Linked DNA regions of Sus scrofa: all the other regions are linked to region 1. Evidence: chromatin contacts called from public HiChIP or PLAC-seq data. All regions are on one chromosome and are shown on one strand. The core of a region is the stretch at or near the end of the contact, and the rest is flanking DNA. Distances in the headings are between cores, read along the strand shown.

Evidence for each region. HiChIP or PLAC-seq counts read pairs in DNA pulled down with a chosen protein or histone mark.
Region 2: an H3K27ac HiChIP or PLAC-seq map of alveolar macrophages shows a contact between it and region 1. The contact joins the promoter of ZPR1 here to the promoter of SIK3 in region 1. A contact is called at or near these places in 4 of 5 promoter capture datasets (fetal liver, fetal skeletal muscle and liver), 6 of 47 Hi-C or Micro-C datasets (blood, embryonic fibroblasts, heart right ventricle and 2 more) and 2 of 2 datasets of contacts at active chromatin or transcription factors (alveolar macrophages and skeletal muscle).
Region 3: an H3K27ac HiChIP or PLAC-seq map of alveolar macrophages shows a contact between it and region 1. The contact joins the enhancer-like site here to the promoter of SIK3 in region 1. A contact is called at or near these places in 4 of 5 promoter capture datasets (fetal liver, fetal skeletal muscle and liver), 8 of 47 Hi-C or Micro-C datasets (embryonic fibroblasts, epiblast stem cells, fetal liver and 5 more) and 2 of 2 datasets of contacts at active chromatin or transcription factors (alveolar macrophages and skeletal muscle).

Annotation. Positions count from the first base shown.
Region 1 is chr9:44,468,946-44,473,836 of Sscrofa11.1, forward strand. SIK3 (serine/threonine-protein kinase SIK3) reads right to left here and starts at 2,744. Exons shown (of 25, transcript XM_021062877.1): 1 at 2,472-2,744. The coding sequence starts at 2,744.
Region 2 is chr9:44,175,098-44,179,903 of Sscrofa11.1, forward strand. ZPR1 (zinc finger protein ZPR1) reads right to left here and starts at 3,040. Exons shown (of 16, transcript XM_003129875.4): 1 at 2,950-3,040; 2 at 1,891-2,025; 3 at 1,280-1,536; 4 at 961-1,122; 5 at 443-533; 6 at 65-135. The coding sequence starts at 1,438. APOA5 (apolipoprotein A5) reads right to left here. Exons shown (of 3, transcript NM_001159308.1): 3 at 2,737-4,439. The coding sequence ends at 3,509.
Region 3 is chr9:44,116,254-44,121,090 of Sscrofa11.1, forward strand. It overlaps BUD13 (BUD13 homolog), which reads right to left. Exons shown (of 10, transcript XM_021062876.1): 10 at 4,577-4,683. The coding sequence ends at 4,638. Among named protein-coding and RNA genes, the nearest start is that of BUD13, 47 kb to the right of the region's middle. Within about 2 kb of position 3,563, at least 10 of the 83 cell types and tissues checked have an H3K27ac peak or open chromatin away from gene starts, as enhancers often do. A contact at or near this core is called in alveolar macrophages, where this site is marked.

The sequences.
Region 1 (4,891 bases), core at 1,494-3,993:
CTTCACTCATGTCGTCAGAGTAATTTAAGTAGCGAAAGATAGGGTGCTTGTAACTGTAACTAGGAAATTGCACACAGCTACAGAAACACAAATGAGTACTGGTGGGGTCCTGTCACATATGCAACTCATTGTCAAAGCCATTTCAGGCTCCTTCAGGATTTTGAATATTTCCATACATAGGAATTGCATAACTGCACACCACAAATGATCAAAGATAAAAACCAACATAAACAATGACACCCGTTTATAAACAAGCTGATGTTTAAAATGCTGCAGTCCTAAAGGCCTTAGAAAAAAACTAAGACACATACATACACACACACACTGGAAAATTAGAAAGCGGGCAGACCAGCCATAATTAGCCACTGGCTTTGCTGACTACTGAAGATAGAAATGTCTCCTTTATACATAAAGCCAAGAATCAACTGTTTGCAATTACACTTACAAAAACATTCAACCCTCTCTGTCACAGATTTTTTTTTTTAATCAATATTTTGGTGTATCCAAGGCCAGGAGATACAAAATTCTCTAAATCATAGACACCATAAACCAGGCAACCAATTAAGTTCATAGAGTCCATCCCCCAGGGGTCAGAGCAAAATAATCACAGGAGTGCAGTGTGATTACTTAAGTGGGAGGGGGAGGGCACAGAGAAAGGAAATACCAAAACAAGGAACAAGGCTCAAACAATTAGAGTTGTTTGTAAACATAAATTTGGTTTGGCTAACAGTAAACACAACTGGAAACACTCAGAGCCGCAGAGATACACCAGTCCCCGCTCAGTCCACCCCCTCCCCCATCAGGGTCTGAGAGTAACATCAGGAAACCTTGAACTTTGGTATCTCTTTCAGCTCAGGCCTGCAGACTTCAGGCCCTCAGGAAAAAAAAAAAAAAAAAAAAAAAGGATGAAAAAGCTGAAGGGGGCCCCCCAGAGGAAGTGAAACTGACCAATCAATTTTCCACAGCCACCCACCCTGCCACCCTGGTCTGAAAGGCCCCTTGCAGTCTGACAGAAAGGAGGGAAAAGGGAACTTCAGGTTGTAAGTGAGCAGGAGAGAAGGCAGAAATAGGTCAACTGCCTTCTGAAAATAAGTGATTGCTGTAAGAGCAAAAACAAGGTAGGTGACAAGAACCAGAGGCTGGGCTGAGGAGGTGAGGGGAAACTGACGTGGCTTTGATAGGAAGAAGGAGCTCTCCGGGTTCTTCCCTACTCAGGTTGAGGGAAACACAAATTGCAGTTTTAAAATATAATGAATGACTACACTGAAAGTATTCATTCAAGTGAGAGGTGAAGCGAAGGAAGAGATTTGGAGTACAAATGGGCTTTGTGCGTCCTAAAACCAAACAATTCCTCCTGATGATTCCAATACTCCCAATGAAGACCACAGAAAAGTGCTAAAGATATTTCCTCCAAAAATGAATTTTCTATGGGTATGGATATGGCTTCCTAATTGACCTTGGCCAACTTCACCACTACAGCCCCACAAATCCCTTGGGAACCAAAGGGCCCAATGAGTGGGTTCCTCATACACCTCCTCAGTCACCAGCCTTTCCCCTCATCACTCAGAGCCCTCCCTGGGTTCTATAAAGCTCACAATCCGGGACCCTCCAACAACTAAATATAACCAGCAATCCAGCGTTCCCAAATTGTTTAACCCCTAAATACCTAGTGCCACCATAAACCTAGGACACACCGCCACCACCGCCTCTGTTCCCTGATCCCCTTCCTGTGGAAAAGCAAAGTAATTTTTTCCTCCTTATTTCCCAGTTTTTTTCATCTCCTCCTCCAATAATCTTATCTGTCCTCAGACCCTCATTCCCACCACCTATCAGTCTTGGACGACCAAATGCTGACTGTTGCCTCTGTCATAAGGTACCAGGTCCCTCATATCTCCCAGCGCCCCCCCCCTGCGCCCACCACATACCCCCAGTATATGTCCCAGCCATCGTGGGTCCCCCTCGTCATCCCACGTCTGCCAGTTTTACCCTTGTTTTCCCCCATCTCTTGGTCCACATTTCCTATTCCCCTGCCTTCATTCCCTTAGGATTTCCTAATTGCTGGTTCCAGAGTCTTCTTAGCTTACTGTCTCCAGGCTCCGGGAGAGTTCCAAACCTCTTCCTTCCAATCATCCCTTCTACTATCCTCCGTACAGCTCTCGGAGCCCCCTCCCCAACCCCGGCTCCCTAGTTCCCCAGGTCCCCGTGATCACTGGCTCCCTGCGTCCCCTTGCCGTGCAGTTACCCTCTCCTGGGTACCCCGGTGTCCCCCACCTTCTGCTCGCCCTCTCCTCACTCCCGCCCGGCAGCCCCCTACCCGTTTTCCCGGTCCCCAACGCTCTCCAATTTCCAGAGCCCCGCTCGCCGCGCCGACCCCTCAGCCTCCGTGTCGCGGGGCTCTCCTGCCCCCGCCACACTTGGACGGTCCCGGGCCGCGCAGCTTCCCCGCCGCCCGGTCCCCCCAGCGCCACTACCTTGGCCTTGGTGACGAGGTGCGTGGCCCTCTTGACCACAGCGAAGTTGCCCTTGCCGATGGTGCGGTCGATCTCGTAGTAGCCGATGCGGGCAGGCACCGGCCCGCGGGAGGCCGGGGCTGGAGGACGCGGCGGGCCAGCCGCCGGGGGCACTGCAGCGGGGGCGGCCGGGGGCCCCGGGGCGGGCGGAGGCAGCAGGCGACCTGCTGGCCCGGCTCCCCCAGCTCCGGCCCCGGCAGCCCCGCCAGCTCCGCTCGCCGCCGCCGCCGCCATCTTGTTGTGCAGTGAAACCTCCGGGGCCGCGGGTAGCCGGCGAGGGGGGTGGAGGGAGCAGGGGGGCGGGAAAAGGAGGGGGAGCGGCGGACGTCACTCCGGGAGGCGGAGCGCCCGCGCCGCCTGGGCCCGGCGCCATGGCAACCGTTGGTCACGTGCCGACGCGCGTCACTGCCCAGAGCCATGGCAACCGTGACCTCACCGGCGAGCTCGACCTTCCCGCGTGGGCCGGGTTCCTCCGGCGCCGGCTCCCGGGTGCCCCCCTCCCGGGAGGAGACAGTGGGCACCGCAAGTGTGCCAGCGGGTTCCAAGCCGCCGCAGCATTGCCCGAGTTGAGGGGGTGCTTTTGCCCGACCCAAAGCCTGCCCTCGATCCCCCTGGAACCGCTAATGTGACCCCGACTATGACCTCTGTCCCAGTTCAGCAATCACTCAGCCTCCTTAAAACAAAATATTTCCTCATCACCAAAAATATTAGCACTGTCCCATTTTAGCCCTTGAGGCCCCAAAGGCAGGAATAGCTACAGTATTGAAGCAACTGTACCCAAGTCGGTAGAGACAGGGGAATTCTTCAGTAAAATTCCTACCTCTTACAAAACCCAGCTCACCCAGTACAACCAATCTAATTGTCACCGAATAGAGAGGAATTGGGAAACTAGGATTTGTGTGTTCAAGGGCGGAGAAACCAGCCCAAACACGCATTCCAGTCGTTGGGTGGGTGAGGACCCAAGCAGGGAGGTCATTTTCCTTCCTCCCACCCTGTCTCTGAACAATTCTATAGCTAGATGACTGTCAAAGTGCCTGCGCCCTATTTCTGTCACTTGTATAACCCTGATGAAGCAGTGGTGGCATTGTCCAGTGAGTCACGTCATGGTTAAAGACAATCCGGTCTGTTGGGCGAAATAAATAAGTAAATAATAAAATTAAAATTTCACCCTTACTAGCGACTCTCCAAGGACGTTAAAGGTGATCAAATGTATAATTCCAACAGTAAATCTCATATATGTTTTTCTTCCCTCATCTTTTATCTTCTATCCGTTTCCCTCCAGAGCTTTCACTAGCTCCCAAGTTCCCCATACCCTCACTTCCTGGCTCCCTTTATTAACTAGATTGGCTTTAACAGCTTCAGTTGGGGCCCGGGAGGGGTAGGAGACTGAGCTTTCAAAAACAAGGTGGTCTTGGCAGGTTGACGGTTGGGGGGTGGGGAGACCATGAACACCAATGTTAAAATGTATTCCTTCAGTCCAGTCCTGATCCCTCCACATCTGCGTCTCTCTCAAAGGCAAAAGTGTGTTGTCAGGTCACTGCCTGTACGCTATTAAAAGCTGACACCCAGGACCCTGTGAATGTGTGAGAAGCAGAGCGCCTATTTACTTTCTCTGAACCAAAGATATTTACTAGCTCTCTGATTCCCCATCGGACTATGAGTAATAGCTGGGACTAGGACGGGACAGAGAGGTCATTCCACACTGCCTTGGATCAATTCCCTGGTGGCTGTTCCAAATTGCTAACACAATTAACACTAATTGGCTCCTTTACTAGCAAATAAGGATGAGGATGAAGTGGTCCTCAGCTTCGTGCACTGGTTTAAGCGCTTTCGCTGGTCGAGCTTATTTAATCCCAGATAAATGATGGCATGTGGCCAGCCTCTCTTACACTTCCACTCGACTCTCCTGCCTCTAGCTGGGACTGTACATTAACTTTTGGTGCCCAGGGTCCCAGTTTTACCATCTCCCTGGAGAGAGGGGGAGATAAAGTTCTCACCAGGATAGTTAGCTGGCTGGTAAGGCAAGGGAAAAAATCTTTTGCTCTGGGGACTGCAGAAGCAGCACCCCATTCTCAGAGTGACTTTACATCCTCTCCTCCACTCACGGAGTTCCATTTGAACATCAAGTACGGCAACTTCTGCTGCTCTCTGGAGGTTGTCAAAAATGAAGAAGCCTCTGGGGAGAAACTAGAAAATGGAGCATTGGTCTAACTTCCCAAGAGAAGAGGAAGTTCACTCTTGTCCCTAATAATGACCAGAATGTGTATGCTGTGAATTATGTGATTTAAGCTCTGTGCCTATATGGATTGAGGCCAGTAGGTGGTATATCCTATTGAGACTTGGACAAAGACTTGCTGCAGATCTCCCTTAAAAGTCCTCTT
Region 2 (4,806 bases), core at 1,790-4,289, 290 kb before region 1:
AACATTCAGTCCGAGACAGTTCAGCTACATGGGAGGCTGAAGCACTGAGAAAACCCCAGCTCACCCTTCGTGTGGGCTGATCCTGCTCCAGGCCAGAGATAGCTCGGCTGATCAATCCTTCAACAGTGGTCAGAGCTGGTGAATAAGAACAAAAGACAGGTAGATCTTGGCCATGCTATCAAGTGCCTGTATGACCCTGGGCCATTCACAAAATAAGGTGGTGGAAAACAAGCTTCCACTAGAAAATTCTGTAATAAGCACATTAGAGTCTTACCATCACTATCATACTACCTTCAGCTGTTTTATCTGAGCTTTCTGCTTATGTTAAACCACGAAGATCACAATGATGTGGCCAAATCCATACACTAGCCATCAGGAGTTTTGCAAGAAAGTAAGATTTGGGCTAGCATGATCAGCCCAATCACTCTGACCTTAAACTTACCTCCTTTTTGGCTGAAGGCAGGAATTTCAAAATCCAGCTCTGGGATCCTTGTGGTGGCAGAGTCAGTCTTCACTACTTCTCTGTTCATGTCCTAGGCAGAAAGGAAAACCATTGGTCCAGAGAGATCAACAATACAGGTTCTTCTCAGGAAACTATCCCCCTCCATCAGAACCCCAAGCTCAGCTGTTTCTTCCTCTCTCCACTCCAGGGTGTCCAAACTATACCTTCAGGATAATACCTTGATGTGAACAGGCAGGCTACCCAAGTGGGAAGAGGACTATTCATAACAACTACTGCTCATCGATACCTTCTGACAAAGTTTACAAAGCACCTTCACAAGTCTTACCTCACCTGAGCAGATGACAATACCACGGTCATTTTACAAAGGAGGAAATTGGGGTTTGGACACTTAAAAGGGATTTCCTCAAGGTCCAGGAAAACCACCTGGACCAAAGCTCTGATTCCAATCCCCAAGCTTTCTCTAGGACACTAGGGTAACTGCTATGGGCTCCTCTCACCTCCTGAGCCCTGACGGTCAAAGTGTAGCGCACTCCTTGGTCCTGGATCCGGCCGGCCGACTGAATCTCCGTGTTGTTCCAGCCACAGTGCTCGCAGGAGAAGGAGCTCACGATTATTTCTCTGAAGAAGGGGATCTTGGTGAGGAGGAGGCGCGTCATGCCCTGGGAATCAGAAAGCGTCTAAAGAAAAACCAACGAAACCCCTGTGCTCCTCCTACTGACCTCAGGGAGTGTCTCGCCTCCGGATCCCAACTGGGCCCTCCCGGCCGGGTTACCGACCCTCGCCCCTCCCTGCCTCAGCCCAATCCTCCAGCCTCACGTTGCGGTAGCAGTTCATGCACAGCGACTCGATCTCTGTGGGTTGCAGCTCCTCATCTTCGGCGCTGATAGGCCGGAACAAGTGGTCCCGCGCCGGGGCGGACGAGGGGGCGGCGGCAGCCCCCGGGGGCCCGGCCTCCACAGCCCCGCTGGCCGCCATGGCCACCACGCGCAGCTCCAGGCAGCGACTTCCGGCTTTTGAGCCGCTCGTGGCCCCGCCCCTTCCTCCGGCACTTCCGCCAGTTCCAGTCCCGCCCTCTGTAAAAGAAGCCGCAGACTCTGGGCCCCCGGGGGACCGTACCTGACAGTTTGAAGTTGCTGGGATTATTTGGTCCTGACTTCCATAGCCTGCCAGATCCAGGCTTTGCCACAACCTCCTAGTCCCTCAATCACTCTCCCTTTCTGTTCTTCTCACTCCCTATTTCTGTCCTCATAAACACCTGCCCAACTTATAGTCTCAAAGACATGGCCCTCGTTTTTATTCTCACCCCCTCATGCCAGCACATCCGACCCCAACTGACTCACAACTGACTCATGGTTTCCTAACAAACAACAACAAAAACACCTCTTTTAGGGGGTAAACTTTCCTTTCCAGCCCCTCCTCTCCCTTACCTCTCTCCCAGTTCTGTTGCTCAATCTAGGGTGTCAGGGGAGAGGTCCAGTCTTGCAGGCAGGACGAAGCCAGATCCAGGGGGGGTCTGAGCTATAAGGGAGTGTGGCCATACGGCAAACTCTGTGTGGAGTGGGCTGAACCAGAAGAAAATAATGCTGCATGGGAAGTTCCAAAAGTACTAGACTGGATGTGCTTACCCTTTCCTCTTCCCTTCACTTCACCCACTCTTATTAATTCAGACTTCCCATGGATGTATAAGGAGCTTGGTTGCCCCCAAGTGAATCTGTATATGGGGGATGGGGAGTTAAATTTGGGATCCCAAGAGGGTCAGTCATAACAAGAGTGTCAGTCATAAAAAGAGGCGTGCAAAATCTGGAACAGCAGGGACAAAGACCAGCCACCTCAGGAGCCTGCACCCCATGCGCACCATCCTTTGGTAAGCAGGTGGGTGAACAATGCAGGTGTAGGGGAAGGGTCTCTAACTCAGGCACACCCCAGGCATGACAGACAGCTGTCAGCTCAGCCAGAGGAACACGCTCTGACGGACCTGGACTGGGAGGCGGGACGGGAGGGGGGGGATGTCAATGAGAAAGTGCAACGAGGGATTGGAGGGCAGTGATGGTTGTGCTTTGGGGATGGTGGTGAGGCCACTGCTCTCAGACATAGTCCAAATGAGAGTCACACCAGATAAATAAGCTTCCATCATAGGCATCTATTGCAATTGTGTCAGAAGTCTAGACTTCAGTCTGGGAGTCAGGAGAGAGGGGTCAGTGATGGGGAGGACACACAGGAGGCTCCCCAGAGAGTTTAAGAAGCCCCCACAGTCTGAAGGGCTAGGTCAGCTGTTTATTTATTTATTTTTTTTCCCATGCCCCTGTGGCATGTAGAAGTTCCTGGACTAGAGATCAAACCCAAGCCACAGCAGCAACCCAAACTACTGCAATGACAACACTGGATCCTTAACCCACTTCACCAAAAGAGAAGAACTAGGTCAGCTCTTTAGATGTAGTGTTATATAAGGAAATCCAGGCTCCAGTCCCTCCCATCACAACCCATACCATTTGTTTTCACCAGCATCGGCCAACAGGGATATTTATACACACACACACTTCACATGTTCTCTCCATCACAGTTTCTTCCTTCTTCCCTTCTCTTCCCCCAACAGAAGCTGTCATGGCAGCAGCCCTGGGGAGAAAAGAGCCGCTCCCTGTGGACCAGCTCTAGCAGTGGCCACCAGGTGGCCAGTAGTGATCAGAGCCAGGCCCAGGGATGAAGAGGCACAGGCTTCCAGCACCATGGCAACAGGCTTGCACCAGGTAATTACCTGCACAAACAATGCCTCTTTCCCTCCCCAGTCCCACCACCCAGAACGGAGCGACTCAGGAGGATTCCCAAATGAGCACCGGGAGCCGGGTTTGCAAAGGCTGGTGAGTGTAATGCATCTGGAAGGGGGAAGTGCAGGAGGCTGGATAGCGTAGAACAACGCCCATTTGGTGGCTTCAGCTGGCCTGTGCAGAACCCTCCACCCTCTGCCCAACAGGCCACTGGCAAGGACTGAGCCATGCTTGGGTTGTGGACTCCCCAAACAAGGCTCTGGGATGTGGGCAAAGTAGACCCTTAGGGCTCCCCCAGATGGTCGAGCCCACGGTCGTGAAGGCTGTAGTTGATGTCTTCCCACAAATCGTCGAGACGGGCCTGCAGCTCGCTCAGGGCCTTGCTTCGGTCTGCTTGAAGGAACTCTGGAGCAAACGAGCTGTGGCCTGGAGGAGGCGGCGCTAGCTGCTGCTGGACCTGCTCGGTCTCTTGGTCAATGGCGCGGGTGAAGGCGGCGATCTGCAGGAAGGTGTCGTGGCGGAAAGCCTGGAGTCGCTGGCGCACCTCCTGAGACAGCGCCTGGGGGTCAGGTTGGGCCTCTTCCTCCGCACCATCCGCAAAGGTGCTGGCAAAGGTGCTGAGCTCCTCACGCAGCTGGTCCAAGTTTTTCTGAATGTGCGCGTGCAGGGCCTTGGCCTTCAGCGTGAGCTTGTGCGAGAGCATCTGCACGCAGCGGCTGAGGCGCGCGGGGCTGGCAGCGGCATGTGGTGCCACGCTGCGGTGCAGCTCCTGCACGTGGTGCCCAATGCCGGTCACCAGGCGCTCGGCATAGGGGTGGAAGAGCGCCTTGACGCGGCTGGTGTGGTGCACCACGCGGTTCTGCAGCTCCTGCAGCAGGCCCCGCGCCTCCTCCACACCCCCCAGCAGCTGGGCCTTGGTGTCCTCTCCGACCACGCGCAGCTGCTCCTGCAGGTCCTGCACACGCAGGGCCACCTGCTCCATCAGCTCTGTCGTGTAGGGCTGCAGCTGCTGCCGCAAGCCCTCCAGATTCCAGCTCACGCGCTCATGCATCTCCGTCATGTAGGGCTCCAGGCGCTTCCTCACCTCCTCCAGCTCCTTCTGCAGCTGCTGCCGCATGCCCACTGGGTCTTGTGGGAGCCCATTCAGGGGACCCAGCTTTTCCAGGAACTTGTCCATATTGTTGAGGTTTTGCTCAAGGCTGTCTTTCAGTCTCCTGGGGAAGGAGACAAACGGGCCATCGGTCTGGAGCCCTCCGCCCCCCTCTCTTTTGGCCCCAGAGACCTCTCTCACTGGTCCTCTGGGGGAACCAAGAGTGAGGGCCTTGGGGGCAGAGCCTGGGCCCACTGCCACTCCCCTCACAGGGAGTAAAAACACATGGCGATGCATATGGAGACTAGCTCTGTGCAAGAAAAGCACGGAGGCACCTATATTCTCACACAATCCTTTCATTCTGAAGGCTGCAGTTGGGGGTCCTCTCCCTCGCTCCCTGGTGCCATGCCTCAGCGAGCAAGGAGGCAACACTAGGGAGAGGTCCAGGCGGGGCTGCTGCCTGCAGAGAGTCCTAAACAGCCCAGGAGGGC
Region 3 (4,837 bases), core at 2,313-4,812, 350 kb before region 1:
TCACCACCCCTACGCAGGAGCAGCAGGTCGGGCCCATGGGGTCGGGGGAGGCAGAAACCAACCCACCAGCACGGACTCCCCTAGTCATGCCCTCAACCTCTGGCTCCCTGCCCTCCCTGCCCTTCCACCCACACTCCCAGGCCAGAGGGGCCCGGCTGGGTCAGGGAGGAAAAGGTCCAGTCTGGTTCCTGCTTCCCCACCTGCGGGGCTGCTCCACATCCCCTCCCGCTGAGTCTGCACTGTTCAAAGACACCTTGCGAGTGTCCCCTGTGCCAAGGAAGGAAGCCAGTGGGAGAGAAGCAGATGGGCTGCTGACACGGGCGCCTGGAAGGAGCATCTATAGCTAGCATGGGGGAGGGGCGGGGAGGCCAAGGCACGGCCCGGAGCCGGGAGTTTGGGGCCATGACCAGGGCTAAGGACCAACCCCCGGGCTGAGCCCAGACCCCATGCTGACTCTGGAACCAGGTTCACCTAGACTGGCCTGTGGGTCTGATGGGCCACTGGCTGAAACATCTGGGACCTGAATGGGCATGTGAAACTGAAGGGGGCTCATCTGACACCTACACACAAAAGCAGCTCCTATGACTACCTATCTGGGCAAGCATGGACTCAAGAAGGACAAGTCACTCGGCTTAGGGTCCCCCCTGAAGCAGGGAACCTTGGACCCAGGGTAACCACGAGGCTGGCAATACCATGCACCTGTCCACCCTCATTTGAACTCCCAGCACTGCAATTACACTCCGTGCACCTTTCACTAGGCCTGAGGACCTGCATGGCTGAACCAGAATATGCCCACCAGTCCAGTACCTGGAGGCCTCTTCACCATCACCCCTGCCGAGACCTGAGGTAGCAGGGGTGTAGGCCAGTGGAAAGCTGCAGAGAAGCTACGCCAGCACCCATCCCTTCAGGGGGACGGGCCTGCCTCCCCACCCCCCCACCCCTGCTTGCCAGCTCCAGCCTGGTCACCGGTGGTGGAGGAGGAGCAGGACAGGGACTGAGGATCAGCACAGGCAGCCCCAGGCACAGCCACCCACTCCTCCACCCCTGGCAGCACTGAGGCCCATCATCAGGCGCTAATTAAATCCCCCTAATGAGAAAATAAGGATGCAGGAGCTGGCTCCACCATGGCCTCCCCGGCCCACCGCCCTCGCCTCTCCATTGGACTTATCGCTCGTCACAGGATGTTTACAATAATTTTTAATTTGTGCAATTATTAATCACTTTTCTATCTGCCTCATTTGCATAATAATTAGTCATCTCACTGTTTGGCATGCCTGTGAATGACAGTGTTTTAAATTGAATTAAGATTTTAATATTCTATTTTCCTGCTTTCTTCCCCCTCCACACGCTAATCAAAGTCAGATTTGGCAGCCAGAGGGAGGGTGTGGGGGGAGGTTGGCAGGCACTGGACTTGGCCCACTCTGTGCTCCTGAGAACCATGTGGGAGGAGGGCCCGCCTGGAGAAGGCAACGGCAACCACCACTCACGCCGAACCCAGCACTTGAGAGGTTAAGCCAGCCTTGCCTAATCAGTAGAGCTAATGAGTGAGGAGTGGGCAGAGGCACTGGGAGGAAGGGGTCCTACCGGCCCAGTGGCTCCAGAGATCAAAAAAGCACTTTCATTTTTTTTTCCCCCAAACAGGCTACTTTTTGCCAGGGAAGTTGGAAAGCACATTACAAGCCTGTAATTGATCCCCGGTTACTAGTGGAGGTTAACTTTGATGGCTCAGGGTTCCCCAGGTAGAGAAGCAGGCTGCAGCGCTGTCGTTCTTCAGATGGACCGAGAAAACAAATCTCTGCAGCTGAGGCGGGTTCCCCCCTCCCCACTAGAGCCACCGCTGCTCCACACACCAGCAGGGCCTCTGCCCAGGCTCCCAGGCTGGCAGCTTTGCAGCCCGTGCCAGGGGGTGTTTGGTTTCCACCGACCAGGGGCAACAAACCGACGGGGGCTGGGGTGGGGGGGCCCACACTGCCTTCTGTCAGGGGGCTTTAGCGGGCTTCTCTTTCCTTCTCACCCTCACCCCTTCTCTGACCACCCCAGGAATTCAGCTCCAAGCCCACCTCCCCACCGCTTGTTGCCATAGTAATCCCGAGGCTGCCCTGGATACCCACTGCTGCTCCAGAATTCTCAGCTTAAGCAGGCCGCTCACCCCGCAGCCTGCTGAGAACACCTCCCCTTTGCCACTGCTGAGGACAAAAGGCGAGGAGCGGGGGCATGATCACCTGCACGTGGTCTGCAAAGTCAGACACTGGCCTCTCCCTTCAGGTGAGGAGGGAGAGAGAAGGTGGTGGGAGAGAAGGGGGGCAGGGCAAACTCCACGCAGCAACCAAGGTCTCCAGGGCCAGGAGAGGGGGAAGGCCCCAGTCCTACCACAGAAACCCCCTCCTCCGGCCAGGAGCAGGGTCTCCCAACTCTGCCTTAGGGCCCAGGGAGGGAAGTCCCCTGAGTGGGGAAGAGGAGAGTGGGGTCTGGCTGTCGGATTTAGAGCTGGGTGAGAGGACGGAGCCCTGCTGCTTTGAAGGGTCCCATGGCTGGTCCAATTCCCCTCCTGCAGGTCAGTCAGCAGGCAGAGATGTTCCAGGCATTGCAGTAGTCCCCTCTGGTACAGAGTAGCCCTGGGCTGACCCTGGAGGCTGCCAGTCAAATGCTAACCACCTAGGGAGGCACCAGTCTCGGGAGCTGGTAGTACTAGCAGCCGCTTGCTAAGTCTTTGCCTGAAGGGGCAGGACCAAAGCGGCCAGATTCAGGGGAGGTGCCATCATCCCAGGAACTATGGGGAAAAACTAGGCCTCGGGGCTTCTGGCTGTGTCCTCAACCCTAACTCGAGGGTGCTCATGGCCCTCCTATCCCACTGTAAACGGGGCTCAGAGAAGCCAGACTCTGCCCTCTGCTACACTGTCACTCGGGGGACACCCAGCTCTTACACCCCAGACTCTTCCTCCCACAGCCCAAGTGGTAGTCAAGGGAGCCCTGTAGGCAGTGAGACCTGCACATATAACTAGTGCTGCAGCAGCCTCTGCTGGCCCACCCCCACCTCCCAACTTGACCTCAGGCTGGAATAAGGCAGCTGCCCCTCAGAACCATGCTCACCATGAGTTCCAGTCATTGACCTGGAAGAGACCTGGTTTACACCTGCTGTCTTGGCATAATTATGAATAGCGTGAGCACACACACACACACAAAACACCGTTTGGTCTCAGAAGTGTGTCCTGGTTCAGATGATAAATTAAATGGTGTCTCTAATCACAACCAAGTTCAAGGTCCCAGAGGGTCTGGGAAGAAGGCAGAGAAACTTCAAGCATGGAGACAGCAATGGTCTCTACACCCCCACCCAGAGGTGAAGTTTAAGCAACTCAGAGCCCCTGCCCTGGGCAAGAACAGAGGCATCTAGATATCCTGCTTAGGGATAGAGGGGAAGCAGATTTTTCCCTTGAGGGGAAATACTGGACAGAAGGAAGCAAAAGATAATAGAAGAAAACTCAGCAAAAGGGTAGGAGCCCTGAGCCAGTAAAGTGCTATCTCTACATGTGTCCAGCAGGTGGCAACACAGAGCAGTCTGAAGCCTACCATCCCCACTGCAGCAGGGCCGCCCAATCCAGCTGGTTGCCTGGTTTGGCTCCAGGGTGTGGCCTCTGACTTCCTCAAAGCCTATCTAGATTGCAAAGCCTCTCTCCCCGCTTTATTCTACACCCGCTTTTCCCCAGCCGACTCCCTAGCCTGAATTGCAAAATCAATAAATTAAGATATTACACACACATACACCCCTCAACCTAAGAGACAAGGAAGAGAAGAGAAAGCAGTCAAACTGGGGATAGTGGGACTCCTGGATCCCTTCTTATGCTGCTGCCTGGTTGATGCTCTTAGAGAACCCGTTCTTCTCCACCCATCTGGGTTGGGATACCTGAGTACAGAAGTGTAGGGACCACTGTGTTTCTTGGTGTGGTGGGAATGTAGTCATAGAAATCAGGGAATTTTTATGTTCTGTCATTTGGAAAAGTTAATGCAAGTTGTCTGCAAAGTCACACACAAATGCACATTCTCTTCAATAGTGGCATCATGGGGACTCACACTGTAGTAACTACTCCACAGAGTCTGGCGAGATTAGTGGGGGAGGAAATTGGCTGGTGCACAAGGGTTTTCCAGCACTGCCTTCCCACTCCTAGTCACCACCACCGCCTCTACCACCCCCAGCTCCACCCCCACCCCACCCCCCACCAGAAAGCACATAGCCAGACCCTGATGGAGGCCGAGGAAGTCACGCCCTGCACTCACGCGTCTCCTGGTCTGGTTGGTTGGCCCTAGGGCCTCAGACCCACACTTGCACCATTTTCCCTCCAGCATAATGCCAAGACTCTCCTACCATGTAGCTGAGGCCAAACTGGGATTTTTTTTATCCCTCTTTTCTCCATGCAGGAGAGGATTAGTGAAAAGGAAAAATAAGAACCACGAAATCCTTACAGATTTCAAAAATGCCCCCCAACATTTGCACATCACTTGCTGAGTTCTGGAAGTTCACATTCGTCCAGGTCTTACCTGCAATGGGCCCTCACCTTAGCACTTAGCTGAATTCAGCAAATATGTATTGTCTCCTCTAGGCGAGGCTCTGTGCTGGATGCTGGAGACTGTGGTCTCTGCCTTTAATAAGCTCTAAGCCAGGCGAGGGAGAAAAATATACCACATTCACTGTAAAAGAAAGCGATTTATACTAGAGTCAGTTATGAGCAAGTATTGTGGGGTGAGCCCAAAGAGGAAGCATTTCATTCAGCCCGTCTGTCCATGGCGAGGGAGCCAGGGAGAACTGCACAAAGGGAATGGCATCTGAGCTGGGCCCTGAAGG